3 separate regions of the Gossypium hirsutum genome follow, and all the other regions are linked to region 2. The links are chromatin contacts, called in public Hi-C maps. All regions are on one chromosome and are shown on one strand. The core of a region is the stretch at or near the end of the contact, and the rest is flanking DNA. Distances in the headings are between cores, read along the strand shown.

What was found. Hi-C and Micro-C count contacts between places; a contact is called where the count stands out from the background.
Region 1: a Hi-C map of leaf shows a contact between it and region 2, with 2.5 times the contacts expected there. The contact joins the promoter of LOC107954697 here to the promoter of LOC107939155 in region 2. A contact is called at or near these places in 9 of 34 Hi-C or Micro-C datasets (callus, hypocotyl and leaf).
Region 3: a Hi-C map of leaf shows a contact between it and region 2, with 4 times the contacts expected there. The contact joins the promoter of LOC107901753 here to the promoter of LOC107939155 in region 2. A contact is called at or near these places in 9 of 34 Hi-C or Micro-C datasets (callus, hypocotyl, leaf and 1 more).

The regions. Positions count from the first base shown.
Region 1 is chrA11:41,511,806-41,515,253 of Gossypium_hirsutum_v2.1, reverse strand. LOC107954697 (bifunctional aspartate aminotransferase and glutamate/aspartate-prephenate aminotransferase) reads left to right here and starts at 1,463. Exons shown (of 10, transcript XM_016890332.2): 1 at 1,463-2,027; 2 at 2,719-2,953; 3 at 3,096-3,189; 4 at 3,330-3,433. The coding sequence starts at 1,894.
Region 2 is chrA11:41,007,865-41,011,477 of Gossypium_hirsutum_v2.1, reverse strand. It overlaps LOC107939155 (agamous-like MADS-box protein AGL104), which reads right to left and starts at 1,918. Exons shown (of 13, transcript XM_041081823.1): 1 at 1,629-1,918; 2 at 1,494-1,547; 3 at 1,344-1,362; 4 at 1,205-1,266; 5 at 999-1,035; 6 at 865-926; 7 at 654-753; 8 at 475-528; 9 at 216-349; 10 at 1-128. The coding sequence starts at 1,813.
Region 3 is chrA11:41,356,268-41,359,490 of Gossypium_hirsutum_v2.1, reverse strand. LOC107901753 (fasciclin-like arabinogalactan protein 21) reads right to left here and starts at 1,848. Exons shown (of 2, transcript XM_016827887.2): 1 at 422-1,848; 2 at 159-334. The coding sequence starts at 1,784. The coding sequence ends at 456.

The sequences.
Region 1 (3,448 bases), core at 214-2,713, 500 kb before region 2:
AAAGTAGAAGGATTAGAGAATAGCTGAATACCTTGAAAGACTAACAGAAATAAATATAGACAGTGGCGGAGCTTGAAATTTGTTTTGGGTCGGAATTAAATTGTATATTTTTATGATAATAGAAATGTAATTTTATTATTTTAATAATTTATAATTTTATAATTTTTAAAAGATTAAATTAAATTTTTATTATTTTAGTTAATAAAATAAAATTTTACTATTACTAATTTAAAATTTTATAAATTATAAAGTATCTAAATAAAACATTATCATTTTAGAAGGTCATGACCTCCTAGATCTCCATTACGTTCCGCTACTGAATATAAATTAAACGCAACAAGAAATAAAAAGATAAATACTGGAATAAAATACAAATTAAGGAAAAAATGAGATATAACTAGTGTGATGGAAATACAGATATGTAAAGGATAAAATGAAAGAGTTTTCATTAACTTTATACAATAAAAGTGTGGTGGACAACAAAGCTGAAGAATATCAATTATAAAATGGATCGTGAGATGTGTAGAATTTTAATAGAGTAAGGGAAGAAGCAATCAATTGATTGCGTGTATGAAATTGGGGTGAAATTTTTCAATAAAGTTAATTAATGTGTGGGAGAAAAAGTAATATATATCTTATAAGGGTTTCCTGAAAAAGATACCACTTAGAAAAGTTGATTGTACTAAAATTATAATTTCTGATGACTACCAGTATTAATGGAAATTTTAAGAAAATATATTGGAAACGTTTTTTTTTAAGCTATGATTAATAGTAATTAAAAATTGGTTTTGTGTCACTTGCCAAGCAAATAATTACTTTAAAATTTAAATTTTCTAAAAATGCAACATAATCTTACTATAGTCTATATATGTATATATATTAGATGTTATTACAAGTTAATTGGACATTATTTTATGATTGATAATAATATAATAATAAACAAATATAATGTATTTAGTATTTGAATAAATTATACAAATAGTTATCTAATTATAACTTTTTTAATCACTTAAGTAAAAAAAATTGTAATTTAAGCATCTACGTTGCATGATAGGAAGAAGAGGTGGAATGATTTTTATTATATTTAATATTAATATAAAATTTAAATTTAGTATTATATATTTTTAAAAATATTTATGTATTTTTATATGTTTCTTTGAAGTTTTTAGAATTAGAATCAAAATGAGAATATTTATAAATTTTAAAGGTTATTTTTTTTAAGTTATGACTAAATTACCAATATATAAAAAAATTAAAAGTTATATTTGTTATTATACTAATTTTTTAACTGCCATATTAACTTTTCGTTAAAATAAGTGACTAAAATATTTAAAAAATATAACATTAATATTTAAATTGTAAATTTTTTATTTTAGGTGCCCTAAAATGAATTTTTTTTTATAATTGACTGTATATATAGTTTGCGTGGTTCAGATTTCGTTTTATACCCAAACAAGTTTCTCAATTTATTATTAATTAATTTCAGTTTAAATCGTTTGAAAGGGGGTAGGTAAGGTACAAGGTGATAAGCGAGGAGAGATGGAGTTGTTGGCCAACCAGCATACCCGGAATTGGGTCAATTCCCGACTTCACTTCCACTGTTTGCTCCCACTAGCATCCTTCCACCTACCCATCTCTCTCCTTTCTCCTTTCATCGCCATCGATTGATGTAAATTTCAAGCCTTCAAATTCCACCTTATTACTTTAAACCAACCATACCTCACTTTCCAACATTAAGGGAGATAAAATAATAAACTATTAAGCCCACTTGTTCTCCCACCAACCCCCATCCCCTTATTTTTCCTGGACTAATTTTGAGTTTGTTTTTATTTATTTCACTGAGGAACCTCCTCCTCTTGCCCAAAATTTGTTTTCTCTTCAATCTTCGGACAAATGGCAGTTTCTCTTCATAACTCAACAGGAATTTCCGGTGTTGGCTTCGACTCAAAATTTTTGGGATCACATTCTGCTTCCAAGGCCTCCGTTTCCGTGTCTTTCCATTCCTCTATTACTAATCTTTCCTTAAAGTAAGTTCCTTTTTCCGGCATCTTAATGTTTCTAGCTTTTTTTTTTAAATTCTAGGGGGAGCAATATTGGGTTGTGATTGCATTTAACATATAATCTGTCTATTCAGTTCATTGAAGAAAATCCAGAAATTTGATTCTGGATCATCAGTTGAATCACTGATGCATTTGCAGATTTTACTTGACACTGCCTCAATGTTAGCTTCTTTGCTTCTTTTGCAGATTTTAGTTTATCCTTAGCAATCTGCAGAGACACTAATTTGTTGGTCAAATCAATTTTCGTTTATTCTGTTTTGATATCATCCGCTGTATAAGAGAACATGGAATATTGAAATAAAGAAACATATGTTATTAAATATTTTCTACGAGATTGCTATGGAAGTGGTTTCATGAGTATTGTCTTTTTTTTTTTTAATGGAAGTGTAAAGAGAAACATCTTTATTCTTAGTTTATTCCATTCCTTAAGCTGATTCATTGAAGTTGCAGAACCATTTTAATTTAAGAAACTTCCCTTTGTGGCACTATCTATAAACTTGAAGATTAAACAAGGAAAGCATTTTGTGCTGGCATTTTTTTGTTTGTGTGAGAATTAAAGAAAAGTTGTCTCAAAAGTCTTAATTATTTCCCAAAGGGAGAAGGGAGCACTGGATATATTAGAGAATTTCATTGTCTGGTTGTATATACTTCTTGGCAGATCTGTTGAGACTTCTAAACAACAGTCATATAGAATAACTGCAATGTCAAAGACAGAGAGTAGCAGCGACCAAGTGAAACTTGATATCTCTTTGAGCCCTAGAGTTAACTCTGTGAAGCCTTCAAAGACAGTGGCTATAACTGATCATGCAACTGCTCTTGCACAAGCTGGTGTCCCTGTTATTCGATTGGCTGCTGGAGAGCCTGATTTTGATACACCAGCCATCATAGCTGAGGTGCAATAATGTTTCTAGTCCATCTTGGATCCTTGTTTTCTCTGTTTTAAGTTTTGACATCTTTTAGTTTAGATTTTCTTCTTCCACTAATTAGTGTTTTAATTTATTGTACTTCATTTTTTTTTTTGTTTCTGAAAGTAAGGCTGGGATAAATGCTATTCGTGAAGGTTACACAAGGTACACTCCCAATGCAGGTACTTTGGAACTTCGTACGGCAATTTGTCATAAGCTAAAAGGTAACTATATATGTTTTGCAAGTGATTTTTTGATGTAACAAGTGTAAATTTGATGTGCGTTTACCTTTGGATGAGGCATCGTTTCTCATTTTTTGATACTTTCTAGTACTTTTTACTTATTTCCTTTTAATTTATTTTAGAGGAGAATGGAATCTCTTATTCTTATGATCAAATTGTGGTCAGTAATGGTGCTAAACAGAGTATCCTTCAAGCAGTTCTTGCAGTTTGTTCTCCTGGGGATGAGGTACTGGTTTTTTTA
Region 2 (3,613 bases), core at 669-3,168:
TGTAGTTGTGATGCCATGATGGAAGACCATCGTTACTTGAGGTGGTGGTGACATGGCAACCCCCCATTTCACTCATGTTTGTTCCATGTCCCATCGGGTCATACATCGTATTCATTGATGATTGATTCCTATACATACATATATGAAGATAAGAATTTAAGCCTAACCCTTTTATTATATATTTATATGGGAATTGAATGGTATAATTAGTATACCTAACAGGAATGCAAGGAGATTCAGATCCTGCACAATACTGAGTTGGGTTTTGGGATTGTCCATTGTCTGGCAACCAACCCACCATGTCATTTCCAAATGAGTTTGGCATCCCTTCTTGTGCATCCAAGTACATCTACATTTTTATACGAGTTTGGCATGGACTAATTTATACATTTTTTGAGTAAAAGAGATAAAATATAATTTAAGACCTCTATAATACTTTTACTTTCATATTTCATATGTTTGAGATTAATTTACCTGTACACTGGATGGATCAGTGAAAGAGGATAAATGACTCGTCATGAGATAATTCTGCAATATCATTAATTTAAAAATAATCATTACTTGAAAACGCTAATTAAAGAAAGAGTTTAGAATTAATTAAAATAATATTAGTATAATCACTTAATCCATAAAGAGATAGATATGATATCAACCTTTCTTTGAGTAATACGTGTTAAAACTTGTTCAAGGCTCTTCTCGCACGATTCAAACTCGGCCATGGATGTGAGTGTTGAAGGCTCAGGCTCATACACCCTTTATACAATTCAAGTACTATAATTATTCAATTAAAATAATCATCAAATGGAGTAAATTAAATTAATTCAAAGCAATATAGGTAATTAATAGTATAATAAGTCTCCTAACCTTAATTGCTCCTCAGCCAATTGTATTTGTTGTCGTAAATTATTGATTTCCCGTTGAAGTTCCTATTCATATTTCTGAAGGGCTTAATTATATTATTAAGCTTCATACAAGAGAAAGAATATTAAAATGTGTACCTCAACATTTGAGTTAGTGGTAGTATTTGTAGTAGAACTGCATAGAAACATTAATTGAGATATCAAATGTCAACATATAATAAATTTTAAATAAATATTAATATCATGTGTTTTAAAAGAATATGAATATGAATGATAAAATTTTATATCGGAAAGTATAAACTTCGATTCCGATTTAGAAAGAAGATTGGGTCGGAAGAAAAAACCTTGCAAGTTGAAGAACAAAATCATGTTCAGCTTGAAGTTTCTTCAAGGTGCTTAGCAAAATCTGAAACATAAAAAGGAAGGGTAGAAATGATGAAATATGTTATATTTGGAGCCATATTATAACTAATGTCAAATTACCTCTTTATTCCGTACCAAGCTGCAATTAAAAAAAGAAAAATACTAGTAAAATATCAAGAAAAGTTAATATTCAAATTCAAATTTTAATATCTGCAAAATCTTTTATCTTTGTACTCGAAAAAGATTTATCCTTTAAATCAAAATCCCTACCATCCTCTATCTTGATCAGGTAAATTTATGTATCGGCTAAGCACATCTTCAATTCTACAAAGAGTTAGAAAAAAAATGATAAACATGAACAAACATGATAGTTGTAATTCAATAGGATGCAATTTGTAAGGGTACCTTTTTTTGCCTGAAAAATGACTGACACGACCAGAAGGTGAGAACATGATGAGAGCAATTTCGATGTCGCAAAGGATGGAAAGCTCATAAGCTTTCTTGATTAGTCCATTTCTACGTTTGGAGAATGTGACTTGTCGATTGGTATCATTCTCGATTCTTTTAATTTGAAGTTTAACACGACCCATGAAATGGAAGATGGAAATTTAAGATGGATAGCGAAAAGAGAATAAGTAGTATGTTTAGTTTTGGTATAGGGAATTGTAGGCTTTGGGATGTTATAAAGGGGTGATATTATGATATAGTTGAAACTGAAGAGGTCAAAATAGAGATACCGAATAAAAAGAAGCAGAGCATAGAGTGAGAGTCATAGCTAGAAGAGTGGAAGAGTTTGTTTTCCAAATAGTAAATGGGCGAAATTATCTCCCTCTCTTTCATATCCTTAATTAGATGGTTTGTTTCAATGCTGCTACTTGAATAAGATCCTATTCAACTAACATCTTTTTTTCTTTTCTCTCCTCTCCTATTTTAAACATTTTATCTTAACATTGGGGTAACAGGAGATACAATTTCACCTGCCATTTTCGTAAAATTCACAAAGGTTTGTATGCCTTGGATTCACCTTGCTCTCTCTGCTTGTCTCAATTTGAATCTTAATTAAATAATTTAAAAGTTTTTTCATTTAATTAAAAATAACAATTTTAATATGAAAATAATTTTAATATTTTTATAATATATGAGGAGTAAACTCTAGTTGTTAATTTGAGAAAGATTGACTAGTTTAGCATTACTTTTGAGAAGTGTTTTAGAAAAGTGATGTTGATAAGTATTTTTGAAAAGTTTGGTTTAAGATTCAAGTGTTTAGTATTACTATCCAAAAGTGTTTTTAAGAAAAAAATGTTCATTTTACACCTGGTGTTATAAAGTAAAAAATAAGCATTTAAATAATGTTCAAATTAGTTAATATTATGGTATTTTTAATAAGAATATAAAAAATAATTTATTATAATTTGTTATTAATATTTTAATATATGAAAAATAAATTTTAAATATTTTCTAAGCAATTAACTAAAGAAGGGCAAGTACCATATGTTAGAGGAGTGAAAACATAATTAAATTGTTAAAAGTACTTTTGGAATAGAAAAAGTTAAAATTTTTAATTTCTCCATCTGAGAAAAGTGCTTTTAAAAAGCCAAATGTTTTCTTCAAAATTTGTTTGTTTAACATTCCTTTTGTTTTAAAAGTGCTTTTAATGTCAAAAGTACTTTTAAAAATCACTATTAAACACAATATTTTAGTAATTTAGTCAAATTCCAACTTAAACATATTGGAATTGATTAAGGCATCAAAATCACAAAAAATAAAAATAAAATCTTACAAATGGACACTATTTCTTCAAAATCACAAAACAGTCCATTACAAGCCCTAAAACAACAAAAAACAAAAGCCCAAATAAATTAAAACCCTAACAGCCCAAAAACCCACAACTTTAACTTTCAGCAAAGAAAAAAGAAACCCTAGCCTACAAGCTGCCGTTGCTCCTCCCCAACACACCACCACAGCCACACGCGTTTGACGTTTCTGTTACCTGCAAAGCAAGAAGAACAAGCAACAATAAGAGCAATACACCACGCAGAAGAGTACAACAAAGAAACAAACAAATTGTAATCGGCTATAAAAATGAGAAGGATCAATGTAATGTTTTTATTTTTTACGAAGAAAAATATAAAAACCAAAGATTCAAATATCCACAGAGAATCAATCGAAACCTAGAAAAAATTTGAAACACAGAATCGAAATTTCAAAGGTGGTTCATCTATTTATTTGTTACTTATTTTATTTTATTTTTATTTTTCTTTCGAAGTTATCATTTAGATTTTTTTTTTAAAAAAAAGAGAGGAGAACGGAGAGGAGTCTTTCCTGGTGGTCGATCCTCCGACTCCGCAAGCAACCGAGGTCGTCACTGTCGAGGAACAGTGACCTCCTTT
Region 3 (3,223 bases), core at 599-3,098, 350 kb before region 2:
TATCGGTTATGAAATGGTTCACGAATTAAGCTTTTTTTAGCACGGGATGGAATTTTTGACATAACCCACCCTACTCGCCCTATCTGAATTCCAATATATTCTACTAATCTTACCGCTATATGAATGTTATCTTTGCCGAACTAAAACAAATATACATATAAAAAACAAATGATTCCTCTGATATCTACTCATTTGCTAACATGCAACCGTTCGCAAAGAGATGATTATCTCTTTTACAACAGTAACCTTTTTATTAATCCCTTGCTAAAGTACTGGAATATAACAACCATTCATCTCCACCCAAGCAGACACTTCACAATCGAATTCTTTTAACCTAAAAACAGACAGACTTATCAAAGTTTTACTCAATAGACTAAACACAGATTCACCGTGAACCAAAGCTAGGAAACAGAAGGCGAACCTGCAGTTCACTGTACATGCATCAGCAAAACCCTTCAAAGACCATGGTCATGGACATGGTGGTCTTCAAGTTCCAGCATGTGGGGCTTGAGCTGAGTCGCCACCTGATTCACCTGGCTCATTCCACAATTGCCTTGGCCTTGCTCATTCGAAGCTTCACAATCCCCATTTGTTCCTCCCACCGTCGACGTCTGATCTCCACCTAAAATGGCATCAGTCACCGCCGCCATAGGATGAAGATGTGGGAATGGCAGGTAAATGCTATGTACTATAACATTCAAATTCCTTATCATATCAACAACCTTAATCGCCACATAGTTGATCCTCAATTGATTCTTCGTAATGCCTTCTCCCGCCGTCGTCACCACCAAACTCTGCCCTCTGTCCAATGTCGGCAGAGTGGTCCCCACTGGAAGTCTCTCCAGATCCGCAACAGTCAAAAACTGATTTGGCACCATATGGAATCTTACACTGTGGATGTAAGCGTACGAACCGGAGAAGATGGACACGTCATCAAGACCAAAGATCGTGACATTGGTGAGAGGAATGAGTTCGGCATACTTGACTTTCATAGCGAGTGAGAGAACGGAGAAGCCGTTATTTCTCAGCCGTAGCATGGCGTCTCGAAGCATGAATCGCATCAGAGCCACATTCTGTTGCTGCTTAAATTGGTTGTTTTGGCTCTGGCCGTGGTGGAACGGGAAAGAGAGTGACGTCATCCGTTCTACGTCACAAGAGAAAGGCGAAAGAGGTGAGATGTAGCCTTGAAGGCCGTGGATAATGAGTAGACCGTTGTTGAACAGATCTGGCTGAGTGATTTCAACTCCGCCGATAAAGATCTTGTGAACGGTGAAGTTTTTCTGGTTGTTAGCGGTGGAGGTAACGGTTAAGCAACGGCCGGGGCTGAGAGTTTCGACTTTGGTACCGAAGGTGAGTTTCTGGAGGTAATCGTTGGTGAAGAGGCCAGGAACCATGTGTTCACGGAGGAGGGAAGGAGTAGAGCAAGAAGCACACGAGCGGACAGAGGAATCAGAGGGAGCAAAGATAGTGTACGGACCAGACCAAGCAGCGGCGGAGGTAGAGTCACTGAAGAGGGAGGGAGCGGCGGTGGCTAGCTCGTTGAAGCCGAGATGAGACAGGATTGGTGCAAGGAGTGAAGTGTGGGGGAGGAACGCGTGGTCGGCGTGATCTTGAGGTGGTTGAGGCGAAGGTGAGATTGTGAAGAAGGGTGATTGTTGTGGAGCGCTGATGGTGGCAGTGGAAGCGGTGGAGGTGGAGGTGAGAAATTGGTCGAAAGTGGTGTGGGAGACGGAGAGGAAGGAGAGAGCGAGGACGATGATGAGAGTGAGAGAGGGAACAGCCATTTTTCAGAGAGGGAGTTTGTTTGGAGGATTCTTAGAAAGAGTAGGAAAATGATAGAGAGATAGCGAAAGCGGATGGATATTTATTTATAAGGGAGGCGCGTGGGAATTGGGAAATGAAGAGGCTGACACCAACGGTTTTAGGGGGTTTGTTAGGAGTGTCCTTCAAATAAATTTTATGATTTCTGTTTTTTTTGGCGGGAACCAAGAAACGACTTTTGGGTGCGTTTTCAGATTCATTTACGAGTTGTTGTTTAAGTACATCCTCACACTCGGTTATAAGGAGTGTCAGCGTTTCTAAATTCGTCATCAATTCATTTCTGCTGATCAGACGGTCCAAAACTTGCTATGCTGATTCCCAGTTACTCACTGTTGTATTTCATTTTCAGCATCCTACTTTAATCAAATGCCCAAATTGCCCCACTGTAACACGTGTTTCTAAAATTTAAAATCTTAATTATAAAAATTAAATATCTTTTGCTGCGCTACCTAGTGTGGATTGCAGCCGGTGGGCAATCTTTCTCCAACTCCATTCAATCCTCACTCTTAAAAAATTATTTGTTTTTGAACACGAATTCACAATTTGTTCAAAGATTCAATTTCAACTCTAATCTAACCCCATTCAATTTTTTATTTTTTATTTTAAAATAAATAAAATTACATTTCTAATTGTTTTTTCTGCAAATAAGGTTTTTTTATGTTTAAATTTAAAACGTAATATATTATTTATTTATATTTTTATTATTTATTAAAAGAAATTTTTTAATATATATTTATATATATCAAGAGTATCTTTAATATCATGAGACAAGCAGAGCAGATTTACCTCACATCTAAAACTGATCTAATTATTATTTTTAATTTAACTCAACTCGAAAACAATTTTTTAAAATAAAATCCAACCCTAAAGATTAAGTCGAGTTGGAGCCCATCATATTCAGGATTTTTTTTTTACCTCCCTACTCACAGTTCACAAGCCTGCAAATATTTATTTCAACTTTTTTCTAACAAAAGAAAATTGTAAGATCTTATCAAGTTTAATCAATAAATGAGTTATAATTTATAGAATTTAGACTTAATTCTTTCTCAAATTTAGAGAAATGGTGACGTAGTGAAAAATAAATTAATATTTGAAGTTGTAATGAAAAAACAAAAATCAACAATAATGTATGAAATTAATATTCCTCAATCATGCTTTAGTATTGTTGATAAAAGCTAAGACGTATTATTCAGGCTTGGGTCTTATAAATCTCTAATTTTATCATGTTCTATGTGAATTTTGTTCGACTATGTTTATATTTTTTTTTCCTTTGTATTTTATATTAATTTGATTCTATTATATAGTAATTTGAAATTACCAACACCCATTTACAATAAATTTAACATTATCCAACTTTTTGGCTTTCATTTTACCAATATGAGGTTGGTGGAAAAATAAGAAG